4 separate regions of the Sus scrofa genome follow, and all the other regions are linked to region 1. A link is a contact called in public HiChIP or PLAC-seq data. All regions are on one chromosome and are shown on one strand. Each heading gives the region's core, a stretch centred on a gene start, on an enhancer-like site or on the middle of the called end of the contact. The rest is flanking DNA. Distances are from core to core; before and after follow the strand shown.

What was found. HiChIP or PLAC-seq counts read pairs in DNA pulled down with a chosen protein or histone mark.
Region 2: an H3K27ac HiChIP or PLAC-seq map of alveolar macrophages shows a contact between it and region 1. The contact joins the promoter of EHBP1L1 here to the promoter of SF3B2 in region 1. A contact is called at or near these places in 3 of 5 promoter capture datasets (fetal liver, fetal skeletal muscle and liver) and 2 of 2 datasets of contacts at active chromatin or transcription factors (alveolar macrophages and skeletal muscle).
Region 3: an H3K27ac HiChIP or PLAC-seq map of alveolar macrophages shows a contact between it and region 1. The contact joins the promoter of SIPA1 here to the promoter of SF3B2 in region 1. A contact is called at or near these places in 1 of 5 promoter capture datasets (fetal liver), 1 of 47 Hi-C or Micro-C datasets (liver) and 1 of 2 datasets of contacts at active chromatin or transcription factors (alveolar macrophages).
Region 4: a contact with region 1 is called in an H3K27ac HiChIP or PLAC-seq map of alveolar macrophages. The contact joins the promoter of KAT5 here to the promoter of SF3B2 in region 1. A contact is called at or near these places in 1 of 5 promoter capture datasets (liver) and 1 of 2 datasets of contacts at active chromatin or transcription factors (alveolar macrophages).

Annotation. Positions count from the first base shown.
Region 1 is chr2:6,292,525-6,298,531 of Sscrofa11.1, reverse strand. SF3B2 (splicing factor 3B subunit 2) reads left to right here and starts at 2,982. Exons shown (of 22, transcript XM_003122505.4): 1 at 2,982-5,069; 2 at 5,231-5,277; 3 at 5,578-5,655. The coding sequence starts at 4,937. GAL3ST3 (galactose-3-O-sulfotransferase 3) reads right to left here and starts at 735. Exons shown (of 3, transcript XM_021082815.1): 1 at 524-735.
Region 2 is chr2:6,674,888-6,680,894 of Sscrofa11.1, reverse strand. EHBP1L1 (EH domain-binding protein 1-like protein 1) reads left to right here and starts at 2,174. Exons shown (of 18, transcript XM_021082847.1): 1 at 2,174-2,309; 2 at 4,705-4,762; 3 at 4,976-5,071; 4 at 5,421-5,474; 5 at 5,554-5,732; 6 at 5,812-5,954. The coding sequence starts at 2,206. SSSCA1 (Sjoegren syndrome/scleroderma autoantigen 1) reads left to right here. Exons shown (of 5, transcript XM_021082852.1): 5 at 1-63. FAM89B (protein FAM89B) reads left to right here. Exons shown (of 2, transcript XM_021082853.1): 2 at 1-63.
Region 3 is chr2:6,614,683-6,620,689 of Sscrofa11.1, reverse strand. It overlaps SIPA1 (signal-induced proliferation-associated protein 1), which reads left to right and starts at 2,134. Exons shown (of 16, transcript XM_021082850.1): 1 at 2,134-2,239; 2 at 4,615-5,382. The coding sequence starts at 4,704. It overlaps PCNX3 (pecanex-like protein 3), which reads left to right. Exons shown (of 34, transcript XM_021082830.1): 33 at 237-380; 34 at 464-1,477. The coding sequence ends at 1,034.
Region 4 is chr2:6,568,847-6,574,853 of Sscrofa11.1, reverse strand. It overlaps KAT5 (lysine acetyltransferase 5), which reads left to right and starts at 2,636. Exons shown (of 14, transcript NM_001243915.1): 1 at 2,636-2,661; 2 at 2,761-2,827; 3 at 3,153-3,221; 4 at 3,308-3,444; 5 at 3,717-3,872; 6 at 3,963-4,037; 7 at 4,141-4,215; 8 at 4,687-4,935; 9 at 5,017-5,106. The coding sequence starts at 2,650.

The sequences.
Region 1 (6,007 bases), core at 1,733-4,232:
TCAAGGATGGCACAGCCCAGTGAGTAGGGACGTTGCCCAGTGCATTACAGATGAAAGGGCCACGGGCTGAGGGGGAGGTTTGCAAATTAGTGGCCCAGGAGATCAAATTTCTTTCCCCTTTCTCTTAGCCTTCCTTTTCTTGCCCCTAACCTGCACCAGGCCTTCCCCACGCCCCCATCCCCTCTCCTGTCATGCGTACCCACGTCATCTCTGCCTCTGAATTCCCTTCATCCTCCTCTCTCCATCGCTACTCGCCACCCTCCCAGCCCCCATCCCCTCAATTTTATCCCACCCTCCCCTAGGGATCCAGTCACTGGGACCTGGCCACCATAGGGGACAGGCCAGGTTCGCTCTCTCACCACCTCCTCTCCCGCTGCGCGGCCGGGCAAAGAGCCCCCTTCCTCGTGCTCTTCAGGCGCTGCCCCCCGCGACTCTCCCGCGCAGCCGGCATCCCCCATCCCCGGTCCGGTCCACCCCCGCCGCTGCCGCCCCCGGCCGGCCGGCCGGCCGCTGCAGTACTCACGCTGAGCGAGCTCCGCCTGACCCGGGCTGGGGTGGTCGCCGCTACTTCCCAATCCTTGCCGCGAAATCCGCTCTCCGGCCGAGGGCGCTGGGGGCCCTGCGAGCAGAGTGCTGGTCGCTCGCTTCTCCGCGCCTGGATGGGATCAGGTGGCAGTGTCGGCTCAGCTTCTCCGCTCTTGGCTCTGCCCGCCGCCCGCCCCCCATCGCACACACCGGAGGCGGAGGCGGGGCGGGGGCGGGGGCCGGCGAGCAGGGGAGGAGGAGGGGAAGAGGAGTGGGGAGGGGAGGGGGCAGCCCTGACTCACAGGCTGCCGGGGAACACTCCGAGTGGCATCTTCGGATGCGGGCATCTTTCCTCAGCACCCTTGCAGAGTCTGGAACCTTGTAGAGGCTGGACACCAAGGCGGCCAGCTCCTTGCCCCCACTCTACAGAAGGGGAAACTGAGGCCTAAAAGGTATCTGGGTACTCTGGCATTGCTGGGCATTCCTGTGCCCCACTGGCCATCCTTGGGGTGGTAGGTCCCGGGGGAGGTAGAGACAGGTGTATGTGCAAGTACCCACTGTGTGCGCCTACCCTCTTCTCTTTCCATCTCCAGCACTGCTCCAGATCAGGCCTGGGCCCTTCTGCCCTCACGCCCTGGACCCCTTCCTGTGCAGCTGCTGAGGCAGCCCCCTGCGGCTGAGCCCTGCGGCTGACCCCTCCTACTCTCCAGCAGGAATCCAGATGCACTCTCTCTCTCTTTTTTTTGGCCACATTAGTGGCACATTGAAGTTCCTGGACCAGGGATTGAGCCTGTGCCACTGAAGTGAACAGAACCTTGGACCCACTCACTGTTTTTTTGTGTGTGTTTTATCTTTTTTAGGGCCGCACCCGCAGCATATGGAGGTTCCCAGGCTACGGGTCAAATCAGAGCTGTAGCTGCTGGGCTTCGCCAGAGCCACAGCAACGTGGAATTCGAATCACTGTCTGTGACCTGTACCACAGTTCACAGCAACGCCGTATCCTTAACCCACTGAGCAAGGCTAGGGATTGAACCCAAGTCCTCATGGATACTAGTTGGGTTTGTTAACCACTGAGCCATGACGGGATGCATTCAGTCTTTTTTTTTTTTTTTTTTGTCTTTTTGCCATTTCTTGGGCTGATCCCACGGCATATGGAGGTTCCCAGGCTTGGGGTCAAATTGGAGCTGTAGCCACTGGCCTACGCCAGAGCTACAGCAGTGTGAGATCCGAGCCGCGTCTTCGACTTACACCACAGCTCACGGCAATGCCGAATCCTTAACGCACTGAGCGAGGCCAGGGATCAAACCCATAATCTCATGGTTCCTAGTCGGATTCGTCGACCACTGAGCCACGACGGGAACTCCAAGAATGTATTCACTCTTGACCAGAGCTTTAGTGGGCCTGGGACCCTTGCCTGGGCATTTGTGCTAGGAGTCAGAGAACTCAGGTTCTACCCTGGTTGAACTTAAGTTCCAGAGTCAAGAAGCAACTCCGTGGGCCTGGTTGCTTCCAGCTCTACAGTGGGGAGCTGTTCTTGGAGCTGTTCAGAGACTGCAGAGGTGATAAATGTGAAGGCGCTGCTTGAACCTTGTGTGAGAGGGGTCTTGAATGTTCTACTGCCTTCTTTTTTTTTCTTCTTTCTTTTTGCTATTTCTTGGGCCGCTCCCGCGGCATATGGAGGTTCCCAGGCTAGGGGTCCAATCGGAGCTGTAGCTGCCATCCTACGCCAGAGCCACAGCAACGCAGGATCCGAGCCGCGTCTGCAGCCTACACCACAGCTCACGGCAACGCAGGATCGTTAACCCACTGAGCAAGGGCAGGGACCGAACCCGCAACCTTATGGTTCCTAGTCGGATTCGTTAACCACTGTGCCACGACGGGAACTCCTCTATTGCCTTCTTAGCACTTAGCTCCAACCACCTGGAAGCCAAGCAGCCGCACCTCCCAAAGTCATACCAGGCCCCGAGAGCTGCACATTTACTTATGTGGTTCTCATGAACCCCTGCTTTATCCCGCCTTCTTGGCCTGGTATGGCAAGCATCCTGGAGCTTGCCAGCTTTGGGTGGATTCCATTCCAGACCCACACAGGTGGGTATCATGAGAGTGTTTTTGTTAAGGCAGAGAAGGGTTGGGGACCCTCAGAGTCCAGAGAACTGCTCGTGGTCCCAGTCTAGCCCCTCGGGCATGTCAGTTTCTCTCTGTCCCTCAGTCTTCCCTTCTGCACAACTGGGGGTGTGGGGGGGTCCTATCCTGTCTGGGTCCTAGGGCTCTTATGGTAAAATGAGGCCCCACTTGGCCTGTCCCTTTCTGGCCCTGGTTACTTTGCATCCTCAGCCATTAGCCCTTAGTTCATCCTGCCTCTGAGACCCCCAGCCTCTTCCTTAGCACATAACCTGTGCCGTGGAGGCCCCTGGCTTCAGATGACCTGCCGTGGCTTTCCAGTAAAAGGGACCAGGAGGACACTTCCTTTGGGTCAGGAATGGTTCTGTCTGGGCAGACAGGCTGGAGAGGAAGGCACTACTGTTCTTTCCTTTTTGGGTTTGTCTTTTCTGGGAGTGTCAGGAGACTGGGGTGGTGGTAGTGATGAAAAAGGGAAGAGTCCAGGTTCGGGCAGGAGCAAAGAGAATTTCCTAGCCAGGGTTAGGATGTAAGCAAGCTTCGTGGCCCAGTCCTTTACTTTGTCTCTCCTAAATCTCACCTTCCCTGGACCTGACGTCTCATTCTTTTTTCCCTGCTCCCAGGTATTCCTCTTGGGGATGGTTGGTGAAATAGGGCATGGTAGAGAGATCTGAGGAGTGTAGGGGTATGGGGATAATGAGACCTACACACACGCGCGTGCGCGCGCGCGAGGTAAGCCTGGCTGTCAGAGAGCAGAGCTAGAATGGGAGAGGGACCTCACTGCTAGTGGCAAAGGCAGGAAGTAGTTAGGACAGGGAGACGTGAAGGCGGACACATAAGGGGCACAGGCCACTGGTGGGGCAGGGGAGCACCAGGCAGGGTCAGCTGCGCCAGTAGGCTGCTAGGGATGAGGAAAGAAAAGGGCCTGAGTTTATCCTGTCGCCATAAAGACGATTCTTTTTTTTTTTTTTTTCCGGTCTTTTCTAGGGCCACACCCGCAGCATATGGAAGTTCCCAGTCTAATTGGAGCTGTAGCCACTGGCCTACGCCAGAGCCACAGCAACATAGGATCTGAGCCACGTCTGCGACCTATGCCACAGCTCCTTAACCCACTGAGCAAGGCCAGGGATCAAACCCGCAACCTCATGGTTCCTGGTTGGATTCGTCAACCACTGTGCCATGAAGGGAACTCCAATTAAGCGCCTCTTTAACGCCAGGTACTGTGAGACAGTAAAAAGGATTCATGCCTTTTTTTTTTTTTTTTTTTTTTTTTTACTTTTTAGGGCTGAACCTGCAGCATATGAAAATTCCCATGCTAGGGGTCAGATCGAAGCTGCAGCTGCTGGCCTGTGCCACAGCCACACCAGATCTGAGCTGCCACAGCTCATGGCAACGCTGGATCCTTAACCCACTGAGCGAGGCCTGGATCGAACCCGCATCCTCAGGGATCCTAGTCAGGTTCGTAACCTGCTGAGGCGTAATGGGAACTCCAAGACTCATTTCTTTGGGGTTGGAAGTGTGGATAAGGGGCAAGAAAGACTTTAAAACAAATGACGGAGGTTTGGACGTGTTATGGAAGCTCCAGAGCAGGAAAGGAAGGCGGCAGGAGATGGCTCAGCGGAGATGACATTTGAGCTAGGAGATGACATTTGAGCTAGCCGGGAAGGTGGAAAAAGGGTCTTTAGTGTGGCCCTTCCCCCAGGTCGGCAGTTGGAGCTCAGCCCGGAGGGCCCGCTCCATTCCGGCTCCGATTCCCTTTCAGGCCATTCATCCAAGCCTGGGCCGGGAGTGGGCGGGCAGACAATCAGACACTGTTTTATCCCAGGCATCGGCTGCAACCTCCCGCCCGGCGCCCACAGCGCGCGGCCGCCCGGGGAATGAGTCCTCGGGAACGTCTGCGCCTGGGCCTCTCCCGCCTGAGCTGGAGTCGGGCCGGAGGCGGGGAGGTCTGCGCAGCGGTCAGCGAGACGCAGAAAGCACATCCTCCGCTCCGGACCAGCGGTCCCCACAGTCCCACCCCGGCTCCGGCCCCCAGCGTTCCCGGTACTGCGACGGACCACCCTCCTCCCAGAGGCCCTATCCTGTTGAGCCCGCAAAGACCGTGATCTGCGCACTACAACTCCCAGAAGGCTTCGCGGCCAGGCCGCCTAGGGACCATTGACGAATCGCAGAGGGTGGTCCGCCTAACCAGCCTCGAGCGGACGTGGCGTATGGCGCTGCCGGAAGTTCCGGGAAGCGGGCCGGGAGGCCGGCCCGAGCTTCCGGGTGGGTCGCGCGCCTTCCTGCGGCTAAGATGGCGGCCGAGCATCCCGAGCCTCCGAAAGGAGAGTTGCAGCTGCCGCCGCCGCCGCCTCCTGGGCATTATGGTGCCTGGGCTGCTCAGGAGCTTCAGGCCAAATTAGCGGAGATCGGCGCTCCAATCCAGGGTGAGGAGCACGGGTGGTCAAGGGCCGGAAAGTGTAGGCCCGCGGGGAAGCGGAGCTGGTTACCCCGGAGACCCGGGGGCGGAAGAGTTGGGGGGGGCGGGGGCTTGACTTGGGCCTGCTCCGCCTGCCTTACCCCGTTGATCCTGTGCTTTGCCCAGCAGGGAGTCGCGAGGAGCTGGTGGAAAGGCTGCAGACCTACACCCGCCAGGTAAGTGTTGGTGGGATGTCAGGATAGGCCGAGCTTTTGGAGGAGGCGGTTCGTGATCCCTCACGCTTCGTTCTTCGTTCTTGATGTATCTCGGTACAGCGAGTGAGGTCTTGCTCTTTTTGTCTCTTCTTGTCTTCTTTGTTGTAATCGTTTCTGTACATGCTGGTCCCCCCCCAGAACCCCGTCTGAGCTCTGGCAGACAGACCCTGGGTAAATTTTGTCGAACGGACACGAGCGAACATTGTTTAGCGGAACAGCTAGCTCCTTTTGGACTGACCTGGAGCCCTTTCTCTTTCGCAGACTGGCATCGTCCTGAGTCGGCCTGTTCTGAGAGGTGAAGATGGGGACAAAGCTGCTCCCCCTCCTATGTCAGCCCAGGTAGGGCGGTCTTCCCACTTGTTAGGATCCCTTTTTGCCCAGAGTAGCCCCTCCTCTCATATGGAGTGTGTGTTTGGAGGTTGCAACCAGCAGTTTGGGTGGTACTGTGATGACAGAATTGGGAACTCTTCAGTTCTCCCTTGGTCCTCATCTTTGCTTCCTTTGCTGTGACAGCTCCTCCAAATCCTACAGGTCCTTCAAAGTTCAACTTAAATATCTGTAAGCCTAATTTGATCGTCCCATCCTCCTCCAGGTAGAAGTAATTAACCTCTTTTTTTGCTGTCCCAGCACACTGTTCCCATGTTATTCAGTGACAAATTAGGGCTTCCTCCCTGATTTGATTCCTTTCTTT
Region 2 (6,007 bases), core at 925-3,424, 380 kb before region 1:
CTAGATATTTAAGTTTAGGGGCCATCCTCCTGGGCGCCTAGATAAATAAATACTCTCTCGGCATTAGTGTGTTCTGACTGTCTGGTTTTGGAGCGGAAAGATGTTTCTGGCAGGTGCTGCCCCACGCTCTGCCGGCAGATGGCGCCCGAGACCTCCGAGTGGAAGAGGCTTGGCGGTGGCAGGGTGCGAATCCTCGCTCCCTGAGCAGAGTTGCCGAGCCTTCCAAGCTGGCCCATCCTGGACCCGCGGTTGTGTGACTGCGAGCGAGTCACTTCCCCTCTGTGGTCGGAGGCCTGGAGCCCAGCCCCCCTCCCTACTCGCTTTGGGCTTTCCTGGCCCGCCGGGAAGGAAGGAGTAGGAGCCGCCCTGCTTGAGGAGAGAAACTTTCCACCCGAGTGGGGGCGGAGTTGGGGCGGCACAGGAAATGGGTGGGCCCGGGCCGGCCAGGCCGAGGGGCCCAAGGCAAGAGAGGGGAAGGCGCCTCCTGGAAGGGCCTGGGAATGAGTAGCGACTTTTGGATGGGAAGATAGAACTGCAGAGGCAGAGGCGGGTTAAGTGCCAGTGCCCAGGCCTCCCCAGAGCCAAGAGGAGCCCTGGTGGGCAGGTGGAAGCAGGCCCTCCTCTGGCTTCAGTGCATGAGACTCCCAGCGGCCCAGACAGCTTCATTCTATGCCGGCTTCCCTACCACATCACCTGGGACATTTGGGGTTGTATGTAAATGCTTTCTCTTAGGAAACAGAACCCTGATGCTGGGCCTAGGAGCCAAACCCCAGCTGTCAGGTCCCCCCGGAAGAAGCCTGCTTATTTGCCTTCACACACACACAACACCCCACAACTTACTGAAAGCAAGAGAAAAGAACCTCAGGTTGCTCAGTGAGGCTTACCAGCTGCTCGTCCCCACGCCTGCTGCACAGTCACTTGTCTCCTGGACACAGTCAGCTGGCACTTCTGGCAGACCAGACTTCCTGCTGAAACCTAGTATTGATCAAGAACCGGGTTTCTGTCCATTCACGAACCTCGCAGAACATTCGCACCGGCACAGGGAACAGGCTGGTGTTAGATCCCTGTGGCAGATCTAACTCTGGGCCAGACACCTGCCACGGCTCATTACCCTACGGGCAGCTGCGCAGGTGATAAGGGCTCTAATCTAGGTGTGAACAGAGCGGTTAACGCCCCAGGGGAGGGAGGGTAAACACACACTCTTTCCGACAGTGATAACGGATTTCGTTTAATAAGACCTGGCAACATCAGTCGGGCTCCACACAAAATGCTTCCCAAGGTTTGGTTCTCAATGATGTGAAGCGAGAAACTATAATTATCCCTGTTGAACAGAGGTAAAAACTGAGGCCCCGGGTGCTCGTCCTTTGCCCAAGGTCACACACTTGGAAGTCAGCCGTGTGCGGACGGTGGGACACCTTCCCACTTGACAGCTGAAGACGCAGGTCCTGAGCCTGGCCAGTGGGTGCTGCCCACAGGTAGGGCGCCCGGGCCGGCCCCTGCCTCTGCTCCTTCCTGCTCCGGTTAAGACGCGGTGGCAGCAGGAGCCGGCCTCCCCAGCGCTGAGGCCAGTGGGCTCTGGCCCGGCCCACTGGCACCCTTCAAGTCTCTTCTCCTTTCTGGGTCTCTTTCCCCGGCCTGCGAAACCGGGCCACCACTGAGCACCTCGCCGCGCTGCGGGCAGGAAGGGAGGCGGCCGGGGCAGCGCTGGCGAGGGCGGCACCGGTTGCGGGTGGCCTCCTGCCCCGGCCCGCGCGCGCCTCCACACCTCGTCGGCGCGCGGGCCGGAGGCGCTGCGGTCCAGGCCGCCCCCTCGCGCCCCCACCCCCCGCCACGCGCCGCCCCCACGCGCCCGCCGCGCGAGGCCCCGGAAGCCGGGCCGCCCCGCCCCCCGCGCCCGCCCCCCCGGAGCCCCGCCCGCCTGGCCTTCCGACGGGGGTGCGGCTCCAGGAAACGGCGCGCTCGCCGCTCTGCGCTCCAGCGACCCGACGCGCCCCAGACGACCCCGCTGACGCAGCCAGACCCCCCGGCGGGCACCGGCGGCGGCGGGGAGAGCGGCCCCCGGCCCGCGCCTCCGATCCGTCCCCACAGACGGGGCGGGCGGCGCCGACGGGAGCCTGGGAGGCCATGGGGACCTGGGCCGGGCCAGCGGTCGCGGGCCGGCGGGAGCCCGGGATCTGAGGAGCGGGCGGCGGGGGCTGTGGGGCCATGACCTCCGTGTGGAAGCGCTTGCAGCGCGTGGGCAAGCGGGCCGCCAAGTTCCAGTTTGTGGCCTGTTACCACGAGCTGGTGGTGGAGTGCACCAAGAAATGGTGAGTGGGAGGGAGGCCTGGGGGACCCCCCAGTCCGCCAGGGGCCCCATCCGCCTCTCGGAGAACCCTGCCCCCAGCCCAGGGGCCAGAGAGGCCCCCGACCCCCAGCCTGGGCCCTGGTGCCCCAGCACTGAGCGGTGCCCTTGCAGCCTCCCGGCTCCCCACTGTTGGGGGGTGTGGGCAGCCTTGGGAGTGGAGGCCTGAGAACCTGTCTGCGCCCACACTTCCCTCAGCCGCGCTCACGGCTGGGGGAAGGGAGGCCTCACGTTTTCGGCCAGAGGGATGGTTCAGGGTGGCGTCCGACAAGGGAGCAAGTTTTGAGGCCTGCGGGTGGAGGGGCCGGGACAGAAAACTCCAGGGACCTTAGACCAGCTCCCCTCTCCCCCTGCCCATTTGTTGAACCAGAGGAACCACCCGCCCCTGGAACCACAGTGGGCGCTGGGAGGCTGGCTCTGTCTCCACAATATCCTTAAAAGGGGAAACTGAGCGCTGGGAAGGATGGGGAGGGAGGAAGGCGGGGAGCAGCTTAAAGGGGCCTGAGGGCCTGGGAGGTTGTGGGTCGGGGAGCAGAGAGCCTGGGGAAGGCCAGGTGGTGAGGTGAGGGGAGATACGCGAGGGGCAGCAGGACCTTCCCGGACTGCCACGGGGCCCAGGGGCATCTCCCATGCCCCCACCCGCAGCTGCCCAGGCCCCTGCGTCACACCCTAAATATACGTGCTTGCTGGTGTCAGCTTCCCTTGGCTGGATTAGGGCACAGCTGTGGGGGCCTCACCCGCGGGGCCAGGCGGGGCTAAATTTAGGCTCCCAAGAGGAAGGACAGGAAGGGACCAGGGGGTCTAAGGGGAGGGGAGGGAGCAGGAGGCCTGAGGTCCCTTGGGCAGCTGTCACATCCCTGGTCTTGACTAGGCCTGAGGGTGGTTCATACCATTCGGCAAGACCCAGAAAGGAGAGAGGCAGGCTGGAATAACACGGCATAGAGCTGGGATTTGAACTCTGGCCTATGGCTTCTGCCCTGTGCCCCAGCATTCTTGATGAGGCCAGGGGGACCCTGGGCATGGTCCTGGAGAGCCGGCTGAGAGTTTGGGCAGTGTCAGCGTGTCTGAGTCAGAGGGGATGGGCAGAACCTCCTGGGCTTTTTTGCCGGCAGCCCAGGCTAGGAAACTGCCCTGGCTCAGGTCGCAGCTCCCCAGGAGGGTGTGCCCAGCCTGAGTCAGGCTGCCCAGCCAGGCCCCGCCCACCCTCGGCTCCCACTCTCTGCTTCCCCTTTCTGGGAAGCCCCCTGGCTGCCCTTACTCAGACGTCGTCGCCTGCAGTTTGGGGGCCAAGAGGGGCACTTGGCTCCAGGCTGGAGGGCTCTAGGCTCAGCCGTGTGCCCTCCCCTGGCCCCTGACCTCTCTGGGTCTCGCATCCTCAGGGGTTGACAGGAGAGTCATTTATCTCAGCTCAGCCTCCAGAGGGGCAGTGAGCAGGGTGAACCTGAGTGTGCTGGTGTGGGACTGGATACAGGCAAGGAGGGCTCTTGTGTGGCCATTGGCTTGACAATCCCACAACCACCCCCAGCCTCCTAGGCAGCAGCCAGCCCCGCTAACCCAAAGGGACCCTCTCCCTTCCAGGCCCAGCCGCATGTCTGGAACTCAGCCTTGCATACGCGACTCTCTCCCCTTGCTTTGTCTCTGTCTCCCCACGTCTCTTTGCCTCTCTTCTGAGTCTGGCCTTGGCATTGATGTTCAGCTTAGATGTCACCTTCCGGAAGTCTTGCCTGGTGCCCCCTGTGGGAACCAGGAGCCCTGCAAAGCAAAAGGCTGGGCTGGAAGATCCTGGCAGGGTATCTAATGACAAGGTGACCCTATGCCTCTTTGACTACTTTCTAGCCTCTGCCCCCCCACCCGGCCTTACACCTACCCTCATCCCCAGACCCTGGCACCTGCCATCCCCTCTGCCTGGAACCTTCCTTCTCCAGACCTTCCCATAGCCCATTCCCTGCCCTAGAAGGATGGTGCCTCCCCTTTGCTCTGCTCTGCCCCCAGGCTGGGCTGGGGTTCTAGTAGGCACTCTGCAGATATCTGTGAGTGAATGGACTTCTTTTACCACAACCCCCCATTTCTGTGTCTGAGTCTGTTTCTTGCAGGGGCCTTGTTGGGCTTCTGTCTCCGTCTCTCCCTGTGCCTAGTTCCTTTTTGACCCCTGTCAACCCACGAGCCTTTGCCCTTCTGGCCCAAGCCTCACCCTGCCTCGGCAGCCCCACCCTGCTCCCTGTGGCCCCAGATAAGGGACCGTCAGGCCCTTTCTGAGGGGTGGGGGTTGTGGGCAAAAGGAAGACTCTGGAAGAGATGGAGAGACTGGGTGGGCCTGACTGAACAGCCCCCTCCCCCCCTCCCCCGACCCTGCCTCCTAGGCAACCAGACAAGCTGGTGGTGGTGTGGACCCGGCGGAACCGACGCATCTGCTCCAAGGTGGGGGAGAATGTCAGCGAGGGTCCAGATCGGGGCTGGGGCCACTGGGCGGGTGAGATGAGTGGGTGAGGGCTGATGGGGGAGTGGAGTCAGGTTCGGGTTCGGATCAGAATCCACAGAAGGAAGAGGAAGATGGGGTCAAGGTTGGAGCCAAAGGCAAGGGGTGAGGGGGGGAATAAAGATTAGGGGGAGGACTCAGACTGCTCCTCGTAGGCCCACAGCTGGCAGCCGGGCATCCAGAACCCGTACCGGGGCACCGTGGTATGGATGGTACCTGAGAACGTGGACATCTCTGTGACCCTATACAGGGTGAGTCTCCAGCCCTCCCGCCGAGATGGGGACAGTGATGGCAACCCCGGGGCGGCCACAGGAGACCCTTGGTGGGTCATCCTTCCAAATAGCAAAGAACAGGGAGTAAGACCAAGAGGCACCGCAGGGGGCGTACTCCGCGCCAGAGGCCCTGGAGGTCTCCCTGGAGGAGGTGGCATTTACCAGCCCATGAAAGAGAGCTGGGTCAGGAGAAGCTGGGGAGCATACCTGGCAGGGGGCTCAACAAGTGTGAAGGCCCCCCCAGAACACCTCCTGAGCCAGCACAGGCTCTTCTCCCTACCCTGCCCCCGCAGCCGCTCCTCTACTCACCAACGCCCCCTTTTTCCAGGACCCCCACGTGGACCAGTATGAGGCCAAAGAGTGGACGTTTGTTATCGAGAACGTGAGTGGCCAGGGCGGGCAGGGGCTTGGGGTCTCGGGGATTCCGGGGCAGCACTGATACTCCTTCCCCCGGCCCCCAGGAGTCCAAGGGGCAGCGGAAGGTGCTGGCCACTGCTGAGGTGGACCTGGCCCGCCACGCGGGGCCTGTGCCTGCCCAAGTCCCGCTGCGGCTGCGGCTGAAGCCCAAGTCGGTGAAGGTGGTGCAGGCCGAGCTGAGCCTCACTCTCTCGGGGGTGCTGCTGCGGGAAGGCCGAGCCACGTGAGTGCCCAACTGCCCTTCTTGGTCCTAGTGTGTGACCTCTGGCCCCTAGCCCTCACCCCTGACCTCTGACCCCCAGGGACGATGACATGCAGAGCCTTGCAAGCCTCATGAGCATGAAACCTAGTGACGTGGGCAACTTGGATGACTTTGCTGAGAGTGATGAGGAGGAGGCCAATGGTCCAGGGGCCCCGGAGGCGCGAGCTCGTGTCTCCCAGCCAGGTGGGCTCACAGCTGTGGATGGAGATCACCCCCCCGCCGGGAGGGTGGGGGAT
Region 3 (6,007 bases), core at 885-3,384, 320 kb before region 1:
GCCCTCAGGGCCCATCCAGCTGCACCCCCTGCTCCCCTCAGCCCGAGCTCAAGGTGGCCTTTGGCCTTCAGTGCTTTCCTCAAAAGCCCTGGCAGGCAGGCGGCAAAGTCTTCTAGAAACAGGACCCTGGGGCTCCGAGATGTTAGGTGACTTGTCTTGGGTCGGGGGCCTTTGCGTCTCCCCTCCACCTCCCAAGCCCCCACCCCCGCCAGTCTCTTCTCTGCCTCCTCCCGCAGGCTTCACAAGGGCTGTGGTGCCGGCTGCAACAGCGGTGGGAACGTGGATGACTCAGACTGCGGCGGCGGTGGCGGCGGCAGCGGCTTGACCTCTCTTGCCAGTAACCCTCCCTTGGCACAGCCCACACCTGAGAACACAGCAGGTGAGCAGGCCGGGCCTGGGCGAACCAGTGAGTGAGGAGGGAGGCCTGGCCCACGAAGGTCTCTGCCTCTTATCTGTCTCCCACAGGCGGCGGCGACCAGCCCCTCCCACCAGGCCCTGCCTGGGGCCCGAGGCCCTCCCTGAGTGGCTCTGGTGATGGGCGTCCCCCTCCTCTGCTGCAGTGGCCGCCCCCTCGGCTCCCTGGACCGTCCCCTGCTTCGCCTGCCCCCACTGAGGGTCCCAGGCCCTCAAGGCCCCCTGGCCCTGGTCTCCTTAGTTCTGAGGGTCCCAGCGGGAAGTGGAGCCTGGGGGGTCGGAAAGGGCTAGGGGGATCCGAGGGGGAGCCAGCCTCAGGGAGCCCTAAAGGAAGCACCCCCAAATCTCAGGTAAGGTTCTTATGGGAGGGTCAGGTCCCGGGCAGCTCAGGTCTGCTCTCCCACCAACCTCTCTCTCCTCCCCAGGCGCCCCTAGACCTCAGCCTCAGCCCGGATATCAACACCGACGCCTCGCCCTCCAGAGCCGCACAGGACTTTCCTTGCCTGGATGGCAGTGCTGCTGAGAGTGGCACGCCCACGGGGGCCCTGGGCGACTGGCCTGCGCCTGCTGAGGAGCAGGAGAGCCCAGCTGCCCAGCCCCTGCTGGAGCATCAGTACTGAGTGGCCCGGTTCCCGCTGGGTCCTCGCCCTGGATTCAGTAACTTGGACCCCTGGCCTTTGGGTCTCTCTACTGGACCACAGAACTGAGTGGCTTTGACTCCCACATGTGAACCCTGACCTCTGGCTGCCTTAGCCAGAGCACCAGAACTGAGTAGCCCAGACTTCTGACCTTGACCCCTGATCTCTCATCCCTAATCCAGGGCCTGGGCTCCCAAAGGCAGGCAGCCTCCCAGCCAGGCCCAAGAGCCAAACCCATGGGCTGGTCCCCCTTCAAGCCCATGGCCAGGACTGCCTTGGCTTGCACTGCCTGCAGGGGTAGCCCCCTGACCTGGACTTGGGGCTGATATGTGGGAAGGGAAGGTTTCTTTTTTTTTTTTTTTTCTTTCTTTTTTTTTTTCGTGCTTCGGAGACACCAGAATTAATAACACTATTTTTGATTTTGGTTGGCAGTTTCTTCTATCTGGGGACGTTTGGGTGGAGGGGAGAAGAGCTGGCTAGGTCAGGGTAGATGAGCACAGAAGAGGGCATGAGGGATGTGGGTCTGGGTTATGACAGGGTCAAGGTTAGACCAAGGTGAGGTGAGGTTCAAGTAGGACGGGATCCTTTCCCTCAGGAGCCTGTTCCCTTTTCAAGCCTTGATCTGAAGTTTGCATTCCATGTCTCAGCATGAAACGTCCAAAGAGTTGCAGTTCCTACGCTTACCAGCCTTGACCCTGGCCAGAGCCTTTCTCTGAACCTCAGTTTCTTCAGTATAACATAGTTGACCCCTGGGTTCTAAGGGTACACGAGCGCGCGTGTGCAGAGCAGGACCCGGTGCTCGTGAGTAGTGGCGCCTGCTGAGCCCTTGCTGTGTGTCAGGCAGGAGCTGAACCCTTCGGTGTCCTCGCCCCAAGTCGGTTAGGGAGGCAGGTACACTTGTTCCGGTTTCTCAGCCGAGGGCTGAGGTCGGACAGTTCGCTGGGCTGGGCCTGTCTCAGGGCAGGCGCTCAAACCCCGCGCGGGGCTGACCACGGCCAAGCCTGCAGTCCCCGCCCGCCCCGCTGCGCTTCCCGCCGCGGCCGGCGCGGGCCCGCCCCGCCCCTCCGGGCCGGCCCCGCCCCCGGCATAGCCCCGCCCCCAGGCGGAGCCGGCGCCCGGAGCGGTAGCGGGAGAGCAGGCAGCGGGACCCCAGCGCGGGAGGAGGCGGCCGGGCGGGAGCCCCAGAGGTACCGGCGGGAGCGGGGGTGCGGAGGCACGGTGGTCGGGCCAGACAGGGAAGGAAGTGGCCTGGTGTGGACCCAGGTGGAGGGTGGGTGGGGGTCCTCTCCTCGTTCGCTGTTGCACCCTCCCAATCTCCCGCTGGGCTCCAGTCCCAAGTCAGCAAGTCCAGTCCCCTGCCTCTGACCAGCGCCCCACCCCCACCCTCTTGCCCGATGGCCCCGGCCCCCACCGGCGTGCGTGCGGGTGAGTGGATGCGAAGGTTCCCGACTCCCTCTCAGCGGCGCTGGCGACTGCCCTGCTGCCTGCCGACTGTGTGCCGGGTTCCCCCTATCCTGGGGCTCCCCTTCTGCCTGGGCGGCCTCCTACCCAGCCTTTGCACATTGCCCCCCAACCGCGGGCCTGGCCTGGGAGGAAACATCTGTCGCGGCCCCTGGCAGCACAAGTGGGGTCATGACCTCCAGATGTGCTGGGAAGCGTCCAGCGCCTCCTCCTGGGGCAGCCAGGCCTTCCGGATCTGTGGGAGCCGGCCGGCCCCCTCCTCCCAGTGACACAGGCCGCGAGGAATGTCCCGGCCTCAATGGACCCTGTGTGAAGCTGCCGGGTGGGGGGCAGAGCCCAAGAACACCCCCTAAGGCAGGGCCAGAGCCTGGCACTGTGCCAGAACAAGAGGCAGCCCACAGGCCATGCCCGCACAGCTACACAGAGCTCAGCCCACCCGGAGTGGGGCCCTGCCCAGACCCCCCTCGCACATGTCCTCTCTCGCCCCTATCACACACACTTCACCCACACCACAGTCCAGGCCCAGGAGCTGGGCACTTGGAGCCAGGGCCTGCCTCTGCCACCTCACACTAACACATGGCCAGCTGCGCTCGATTCACCTTCCTTTCAGTCTCCCAGCAGTGCTGGGGGGCAGCAGGAATGGTTAACCCCGTTTTAGAGATGAGAGAACAGAACTTTAGGGTTAGCGTCAGGACCTTGTCCAGGAGAAACCAAGGGAGGAGACACTCAGCTTCGGAGGCTTTGTCCCTGCTTGGTTCTGGAGCTTTAGCCGAGGGATGCCTGGGGCCTCTGCCTCCGCCCCCTCCTAGCCCAGCCCCACACAGTCACTGGGTGATGCACAAAGACCCGCCAGCAGGTGCCTGCACCCCTAGTGGGTTACCCACACATCTCCTGCCCCAGCGCCATCCTGGGTTCACCTGGGGGTGGCTTTCCCTCACGTTCTCACACCGCCCTTTGCACCTACCACTGGGCTTGACACATTTCCGCACTTCACAGGTCCCTGGGGCCTTGGGTGTCTCATTCTTACATCCTGTGAGACCTTGAGCCTTGGCCCAACCCCCCACCTGCCCCCCACCCACACATACAGGGATAGGAGTGGGGAGGTACAGCCCTGTTTAGGCCCTGGAAATTGACAGACCCAGGTTCAAATTCTGGCTCTGATGTGAAAGCGTTTCAGGCAAGAGCATCATCCCCTTATCTGGACCTCAGCTGGACCATCATGTGGGGTTCAGACTTCCCTGTCGGCCTCAGTGAGGCCAGGGAGACAGACATCCCCATGAGTCCCAGTTCCAGCGAAGGGGCCTGGTCAGGGTGACTCCATCCCCTGGCCGCCGGCACGGCCACAGTAGCCTGCAGGAGGATGAGCCCTGAAGGCCTGACCTTCAGGTTAGGGTGACTTGGGTCCCATGACTGAGCTACGGTGACCCCAGAACCTTCCTCAGGATGTGGGGCCGGACAGGGGGCTGCGCCCAGAGTTGGGGCCACTTCCTGTGCCGAAGGAAGTCCTCTTGCCATTCCTGCTGCCCTGCCAGTGTCCCCTAGGAACCCCTGTGTCCTTGAGGTATTGAGGCCCTGGGAGCCAGGGCACTGAAACCCAGCCTCTGGGTGCTCAGCGCCTCTGGGATCCTGGAGGAAGTGGGAGGAGCAGGGAGGAAGGTCTCTGGGGACAGGACGTCCTCCCTTTGTCAAGCGGGCAGGACCCAGACACCAGCGGCCCCATGGGTTTCCCGTCCCAGCAGAGACAGATCATCTGTCCGGTTGGGCCAGGTCTTGGTGGCGACCCTCGCTCAGGGCTCAGACCAAAGCCAAGGTGTGTGAGTGGGAGCAGGGGAACCCTGGCAACCCCGGGGCCACTCAGGCTCCGGGACCCTCAGGGCCAAGGCCCTGACAGCCCGGCCCCCGGCCCTGCCCGGGCGCTAAGCTGGAGGAGGGGGCTGGAAACCTCAGCCCCAGGCAGACGAGGAAGTGGCCAGGAAAGCGGAAGCGGCTTTGATGGTCCCGGAGGAGGCCGGAAGCCAGAGCGTGTACTGGAGGACGGGGCTGGGGGCCCGGGTTCCTGTTTTCGCCCCAGGCCCCTCTGAGCAGCCCCCTCCTCTCTCAGGGCAGGAACCGGCCTGCCGGCTGGGCACCAACCCCCCCGTGCCTGCCAATGCGGCCCGGCACCCGGAGAGCCAGGTCCCAGGCACGCCCATGTGGGCCGGCGGAGGTGGCGTGGGGAGCCCTCGGCGGGGCCTGGCGCCCGCGCCCACCGACGACCTCTTCGCCCGCAAGCTGCGCCAGCCCTCGCGGCCCCCGCTGACGCCGCTAACCTTCGAGCCCAGGCCGGCCCGGGGCCCGCTCCTGCGCAGCGGCAGCGATGCAGGCGAGGCCCGGCCCCCGACGCCCGCCAGCCCCCGCGCCCGCGCCCACAGCCACGAGGAGGCCAGCCGCCCCGCCGTGCCCCCCGCCCGGTGCTTCAGCGACCCGCTGGCACTGCTGGGGCTGCCGGCCGAAGAGCCGGAGCCCACCTTCCCACCAGCGCCCGAGCCCCACTGGTTCGCCCACTATGATGTGCAGAGCCTGCTCTTTGACTGGGCCCCGAGGCCACGAGGGCAGGGGGGCCACGCAGAGGCCGGCTCCGGGACCCCGGCCTCGGCTCAGGACCAGACTGCCGGCTCGGACCTGCTGCTTGACGCGCCCGGCTTTGTGAGTGAGCTCGGGGGTGAGGGCGAGCTGGGCCTGGGGGGACCGGTGTCGCCACCCGTGCCCCCCGCGCTGCCCAACGCGGCCGTGTCCGTCCTGGAGGAGCCACAGAGCCGGACCTCGGCCTACAGCCTGGAGCATGCAGACCTGGGTGCCGGCTACTACCGCAAGTACTTCTACGGCAAAGGTGAGGAGGGGAGGCCCGTGGGGAGCGGCGGGGGTCCCTGCCGCCTGCAGGGAGCCATCCTTTCCCTGGCCAGCCCCTGGCCACGTGAAGGGTCAAGCTCTGTCTCCGGCCGAGGCCGCCCAGTTTTAACCACGTCCCTGAGGCCAAGCCCAGCCTCCACCCACCGCCAGGATCATGCGCCTCTGCCTCCATCGGGTTCATCCTCATACTCCAGCTGAAAAGCCAGCTCTCCTGGGGGCCCCGTCCAGCCCAGGAGGGTCAAGGCTAGGGGGCTGAGAGCTGGGCAGGCCGGGTGCAGGCCAGGATCGATTGTCTATGGACAGTTCTGTGAAGAGCGAACCTCTGCAGCCGGGAACCGTGTTGTCATCAGTGCCCAGAAGGGAGGGAGACATCCTAGAGGATACGGGCTTGGGGACCGAGGCCACGCAGGATCTAGGCTTTGGGGCGGGCAGGCATGGCCCCTGGGGCTGGGGGAGGATACACGGCGGGGGCTGCCGTCTGACGAGGTAGCCGTCTGACGAGGTAGAGTGAGGAGGGGATGGGACATGGGACCTAGTCTAGGATCTGAACCAGTGTTGAGATGGGACCTGGGGCAGGACCTAGTGATGGGCGAGGACCCGTCATC
Region 4 (6,007 bases), core at 1,387-3,886, 280 kb before region 1:
CTCAGCATTGTCACTGCTGTGGCTCAGGTTACTGTTGTGGTACAGATTCGATCCCTGGCCCGGGAACTTCTGGATGCTGTGGGCATGGACGAAAAAAGAGGAGTCCACCATAAGAAGGAGGAAATTAACCCTTCGGAGGCCAGGCTAAGAAGGCAGAACTTGCACCTTCAATGATTTTGAGCCCCCAGGTGAATTCTCCCAAAGCCCGCATGTCTTTGGACCATGCACTTGGAGATGTTCCCTCTGTACACAGCTGGAGAGGGGCCCTGTGACTCTGTGGGGTAGGAATCCTGAGTGGCAGCCTTTAGAAGGGCCCAAGTTAACCAGCTCCTCATTTGATCACACTGTCTTACCATCATCTCAGCACTTACCACTGTCCAAAGGGATTCTTCATGCTTTGTTTTGCTAACAATTCCTATCTGATGCACTACAGTAGGGGCCTCATCTGTTTTCACTCAAGTTGCTCCCACGGTGGGGGGGGGGGTGCAAAGAGTTGGCGCTCAATTGATACTGTTGAATGACTGATGCCCTGTTGCCATGTTTGCCGGCTATTTCTTTTCTCCTTTTGCTCTTGCTGTTTCACCACCAGAAATGGCCCCAACTCCTTTCTCTGGCCCAACTCCTTCTCATTCCCTAAACTGCAGGTCAGATATCAGATGCTCAGAGACCCCCGCCTGGACCCCCACCTAGTGCTGTCTCCTCTGAACTCTGGGTTTCCCTCCCATCTTACAAGATGGATCATTCTCTGCAGCAAATGTCACTTCACACCTCTGGCTTCCGAGTGCCACCGTATATTTCATCCATTTGACAGTTTCTAACTGAAAGCCTACTTCGAGTCAGGCCCTATGGAAGCTGGGAAAATAGCACTGGAAAAACCATATGACTCCTGCATTCATGGATCTTACATTCTAGTGAGGGAACGACAATAACATGTGAATAAGTACAATAAATGACATCTGGTGATAAATGCTATGAAGCAGAGGAGGGAGATGAAGTGGTGGGCAGATCTGACTTGGGGAGTTAGAGGTGGCCTCATGAGGAAGGTGACATTTGAGCGGGATGAGGGAGAAAGACAAGTGGATAAATAGAGAGAAAATGTTGCAGGAAGGAAAGAGCACAGGACCAGGGGGAGGAATACGCCTGCTGTGTTCTAGAAACCCTGGGAGGTCAGTGTGGCTAGAGTGAAGTGAGTGGGGTGAGAGAAATGCTGACGGGCTGAATGGGAGAAGAGCAGAGGTCTTCTTGACTTCAAGGTTTTTGGTCTGAGAAACTGAATGGACCAGCTCATCAGTGAGGGAGAAGAAAGAAGGTGGGAGGAGAAACCAGAAAGGCAGATCTGGAGTTCAGTTCAGGACATGCCCCTGGTACATCCAAATGGGGGTGTCGAGTAGGCAGAGAAAGTCGAGGGAGATCTGGGCTGAAGATACAAATTTGAGAAACCTCAGAAACCTGGGAGCGGCCTTAAAAAGCAAACAAACAAACAAACCAACCCATTCTTAGTACATTTGCTGTAGGAAAGCTAGCAGAGGGTTGGATTTGGCCATTTTGCCTATCTGGCCCTTTCCTTCACCTGGTGCTTTTTTTCTTCTTTGAGGGGGCTTTCTCAAAACACTTATCATTATTTAATAGACTAGATAATTTATTTTTTAACGCTATTAACCAGGTGTTACCTATGCCCCTCTTTTCCCTCCCAACCTCCAAGAAGGTAAGCTACAAAAGGAGGGAATCCTTGGGAGTCCCCATCATGGCTCAGCGGTTAACGAATCTGACCAGGAACCATGAGGTTGCAGGGTCGATCCGTGGCCTGGCTCAGTGGTTTAAGGACCCAGTGTTGCCTTGAGCTGTGGTGTAGGTCGCAGACGCGGCTCGGATCCCAAATTGCTGTGGCTCTGGTGTAGGCCGGCGGCTACAGCTCTGAATCGACCCCTAGCCTGGGAACCTCCATATGCCGTAGAAGCGGCCCTGGAAATGGCAAAATGACAAAAAAAAAAAAAAAAAAAAAAAAAAAGGAATTCTTTATTTACTGAGGTATTCCAGGCTCCTAGAACAGTGCCTGGTACGTGGCAGGTGATTTACTACACATTTGTTGAATGTATGCATGAATGATGTATTACTCCTGTAATTAGCAACCTACTATACAAAACAACAAACCTACAAACCTTCCGTGAGTTCCCAACCCCAAGGAGTTAGGGCCACAAACTTGGCGAGGGTTTTAAGTCCCTCAAGTCCCACCCACTTCTCCAGCCCCTCAAACCCTCAAGACCCGCCCCAACCCCCAGCCGGGCACGCGCAGTTCACTCCCCGAGACGCATCCTGCGGCCACTAGGAGACGCCCAAACCCGGCCGCCGGCGAAGCAAACACCAGTCCCACGTGACCGGCGTCGCACCCGGTGAGCGTCACGTGACGGACTCAGTTTTCCTCCAATCGTTGTGCACGTTGTGGGGATTCCACCGAAGACCTGGTTTGAGACTTACAGTACCCTATTCCCCCGCCAGCCAAACGGGCCGGCTCCATGAGCAAGCTGGGTTGCGGGGTCTCTCCAGGGTCCTCTCCTGAAGCCGGTTTGGAGAGACCTGGGCCTACAAAGTGCTCGGTCCCGGAAGTGACGTCTCCCAGAGGGGCCGGAAGTGGCAGTGGAGGGAGGGAAGATGGCGGAGGTGGTGAGTCCGGTGCCCGGGGCGGGGCGGAGGGAGCCAGGGGAGGTGGGTAGAGCCCGAGGCCCCCCAGTAGCCGACCCTGGCGCCGCGCTGTCTCCCCAGGGGGAGATAATCGAGGGCTGCCGCCTGCCCGTGCTGCGGCGGAACCAGGACAACGAAGATGAGTGGCGTGAGTGACGTCGGGGGGCGGGGCTAAGGAACCTGAGGGCGAGGGGCGGGGGGAGTCAAGCGAACCCCAGGGAGGGGGAGGGGCCTCTAGAATCTTGGGGCGGGCGGGGCGCAGATATTCACGAGGGGCGTGGCTTTTAGCCGCTGGAGATGGACAGGGCGGGGCTTGGAGAAGGGAATGACACTTGGTGACTAATGGGGGCTTGGGCGAGAGCTTCCAAGTGCTGAGGCTCAGGGATCGGGCCTGGAGGTGGAGTTCAGGTTGTAGAAGGGCGGAGCCTCATGGCCTGGCCGCTCTAAGGCCGTTCCCTGTGCTGTGCCCACAGCCCTGGCCGAGATCCTGAGCGTGAAGGACATCAGTGGCCGGAAGCTTTTTTACGTCCATTATATTGACTGTGAGTTCTGGGCCGGGATGAGGTGGGGCTAGGGTTGCGGGGGGCAGCCTCTGGCACTCCTTCCTGAGCCATCCCCACTGCTGCAGTCAACAAACGCCTGGATGAATGGGTGACTCATGAGCGGCTGGACCTAAAGAAGATCCAGTTCCCCAAGAAAGAGGCCAAGACCCCCACCAAGAACGGACTTCCTGGGTCCCGCCCCGGCTCTCCAGAGAGAGAGGTGGTGAGTAGGTCCCCTGCTTCAACTTTTCTCTCCTGCCTCCTACTTCTCTCATCTCTTGGCCTCAGTGGCTCCCAGCTGGGCAGGAGGCTGTGCCCTCCCACCCTGGCTTCAGCTCGCAAAGGATGGGGGCCAAATTGCAGATGTAGCTTCCAGAGTCCAGCGTCCTTGAGAGGGGCGGGGTTTGATCATTACACACTGAGGGGCCCCTACTCCCCTTCCCCATCCCACCACCATCCCCACCCCAGAGGAAGACCCTGGACCTATCTCTACAGCCGGCCTCCGCCCAGGCCAGCGGGAAGACCTTGCCAATCCCGGTCCAGATCACACTCCGCTTCAACCTGCCCAAGGAGCGGGAGGCCATTCCCGGTGGCGAGCCCGACCAGCCGCTCTCCTCCAGCTCCTGCCTGCAGCCCAACCACCGCTCAACGGTACCCTCAGCAATTCCAGGGACCTTGCTTTCCTCTCAGGTCCCACCTTCCCTACCTTCTGACCCACCTTTCTTGGTTTCTCTTCTGCAGAAACGGAAGGTGGAGGTGGTTTCACCAGCAACTCCGGTGCCCAGCGAGACAGCCCCGGCCTCAGTTTTTCCCCAGGTGAGTCCCCCAAACCATCTCTTTTTCCCTCCCCTTCTACCTTCTGGTAGCCCCTTTCAGGTGCATCTCACAGCTACTCCTTTTTCTTTCATCTCACCTTCAGAATGGATCAGCCCGTAGGGCAGTGGCAGCTCAGCCAGGGCGGAAGCGAAAATCAAATTGCTTGGGCACTGACGAGGTGGGTCTGGGGAAGAGGGAAGCGGGGTGAAAAGTAGGGGACAGGGGGTTCCCTAGGTGGGTAGCAATTGGAAATCAGTGTGCGCTCACTGCTGTGCCCCTGGGTTCAATTCCTGGTTTGAAAACTGAGATTCCCACATCAAGCCACTGCATGTTGTAGCTAGGAAAAAAAAAAAAAAAAAGGAGTGGACGTAGGCAGGGCAGAGAGTTCAGTGACTCGTTGGAAGATGAACAGAGTGTGCTGGGTTGAGGTGGTGTTGGGATTAGGAGTGAGGCAGAACTGGTTCAGATCAAGCATTGGGTCATCTTTTCCAGTTTCCAATGAAAATTGTCCAAGTCTTGGTTTCTTTAACTGGAAAGTAGGGGTTATGGTATCTTCCCCACTAGGAAACCCGTGGGAGGGCTGTGAGCCAGAGAGTGTCCTGCTTGAGTTGTCTCCTGTAACCTGGCGTCTTTCCGTGGCCCCGGGCAGGACTCCCAGGACAGCTCAGACGGAATACCCTCGGCTCCTCGCATGACTGGGAGCCTGGTGTCTGACCGCAGCCACGACGACATCGTCACCCGGATGAAGAACATTGAGTGCATCGAGCTGGGCCGGCACCGCCTCAAGCCGTGGTACTTCTCCCCGTACCCGCAGGAGCTCACCACCCTGCCCGTCCTCTACCTCTGCGAGTTCTGCCTCAAGTACGGCCGAAGCCTCAAGTGTCTGCAGCGTCACTTGGTAGGAAGGGTCCCAGGAGGCCGCCTTCCTAGCACCCCTGCCCTGCCCTGGCCCTGCCCCTGATTCTCCTCTCCTTCTCAGACCAAGTGTGACCTGCGACATCCTCCAGGCAACGAGATTTACCGAAAGGGCACCATCTCCTTCTTTGAGATCGATGGTCGTAAGAACAAGGTCAGTGGCTCAGGGGCCGTGGGGAGTCTTTGGTGCAGGGAGTCAAGTGAGTGGCCTTTTCCAGCTCAGGAAAGCACTGACCATTTTGGCTAACAGATCTATTCACCCCATTTATTCACTTAGGGCAGGTGTGGGAGATACAGAGTGACCAGCAATTAGACAGGATCTCTGCTGAGGGCTCACAGGAGAAGGCAGACATGCTAGGGGCTTCTTAGATCCTAGCGTGATACATGTCGTGAGACAAAGTGTGAGTTATCAGGATCCAGAGGAGGGGACCTTTGAGCCTGGGTAAGGGGGGTACAGGAATCCGAAACCATGGGTTCTGAAGGGGAGGAATGGATGGCTCTGCAGGTTCAGTTCCAGACCAGAGCAATGAAGCAAATATCATAATAAAGCAGTCACACAAGTTTTTTTGGTTTCCAAATAAGATTTATACTTATACTACGCTGCAGTCTATTACATATATAGGAGTGTCGGAGTTCCCGTTGTGGCACAGTGGTTAACGAATCTGACTAGGAACCATGAGGTTGTGGGTTCGGTCCCTGCCCTTGCACAGTGGGTTAAGGATCCGGCGTTGCTGTGAGCTGTGTTATAGGTCGCAGACGCGGCTCGGATCCCGCCTTGCTGTGGCTCTGGTGTAGGCCGGCGGCTACGGCTCTGATTAGACCCCTAGCCTGAGAACTTCCATATGCCACAGGAAGCAGCCCTAGAAAAGGCAAAAAGACACACACACACATACACACAAAGGGATACAGGAGTGTCTAAGAAAATAATGACAGTGATGACAGTGAGAGTCACTGTTCACACATCCCTATAACGGACAACGAGAGTTTGGAACATTCCGAGAATTACTGAAATGTGATAGAGAGACATGAAATGAGCAAATGCTGGTGGAAAAATA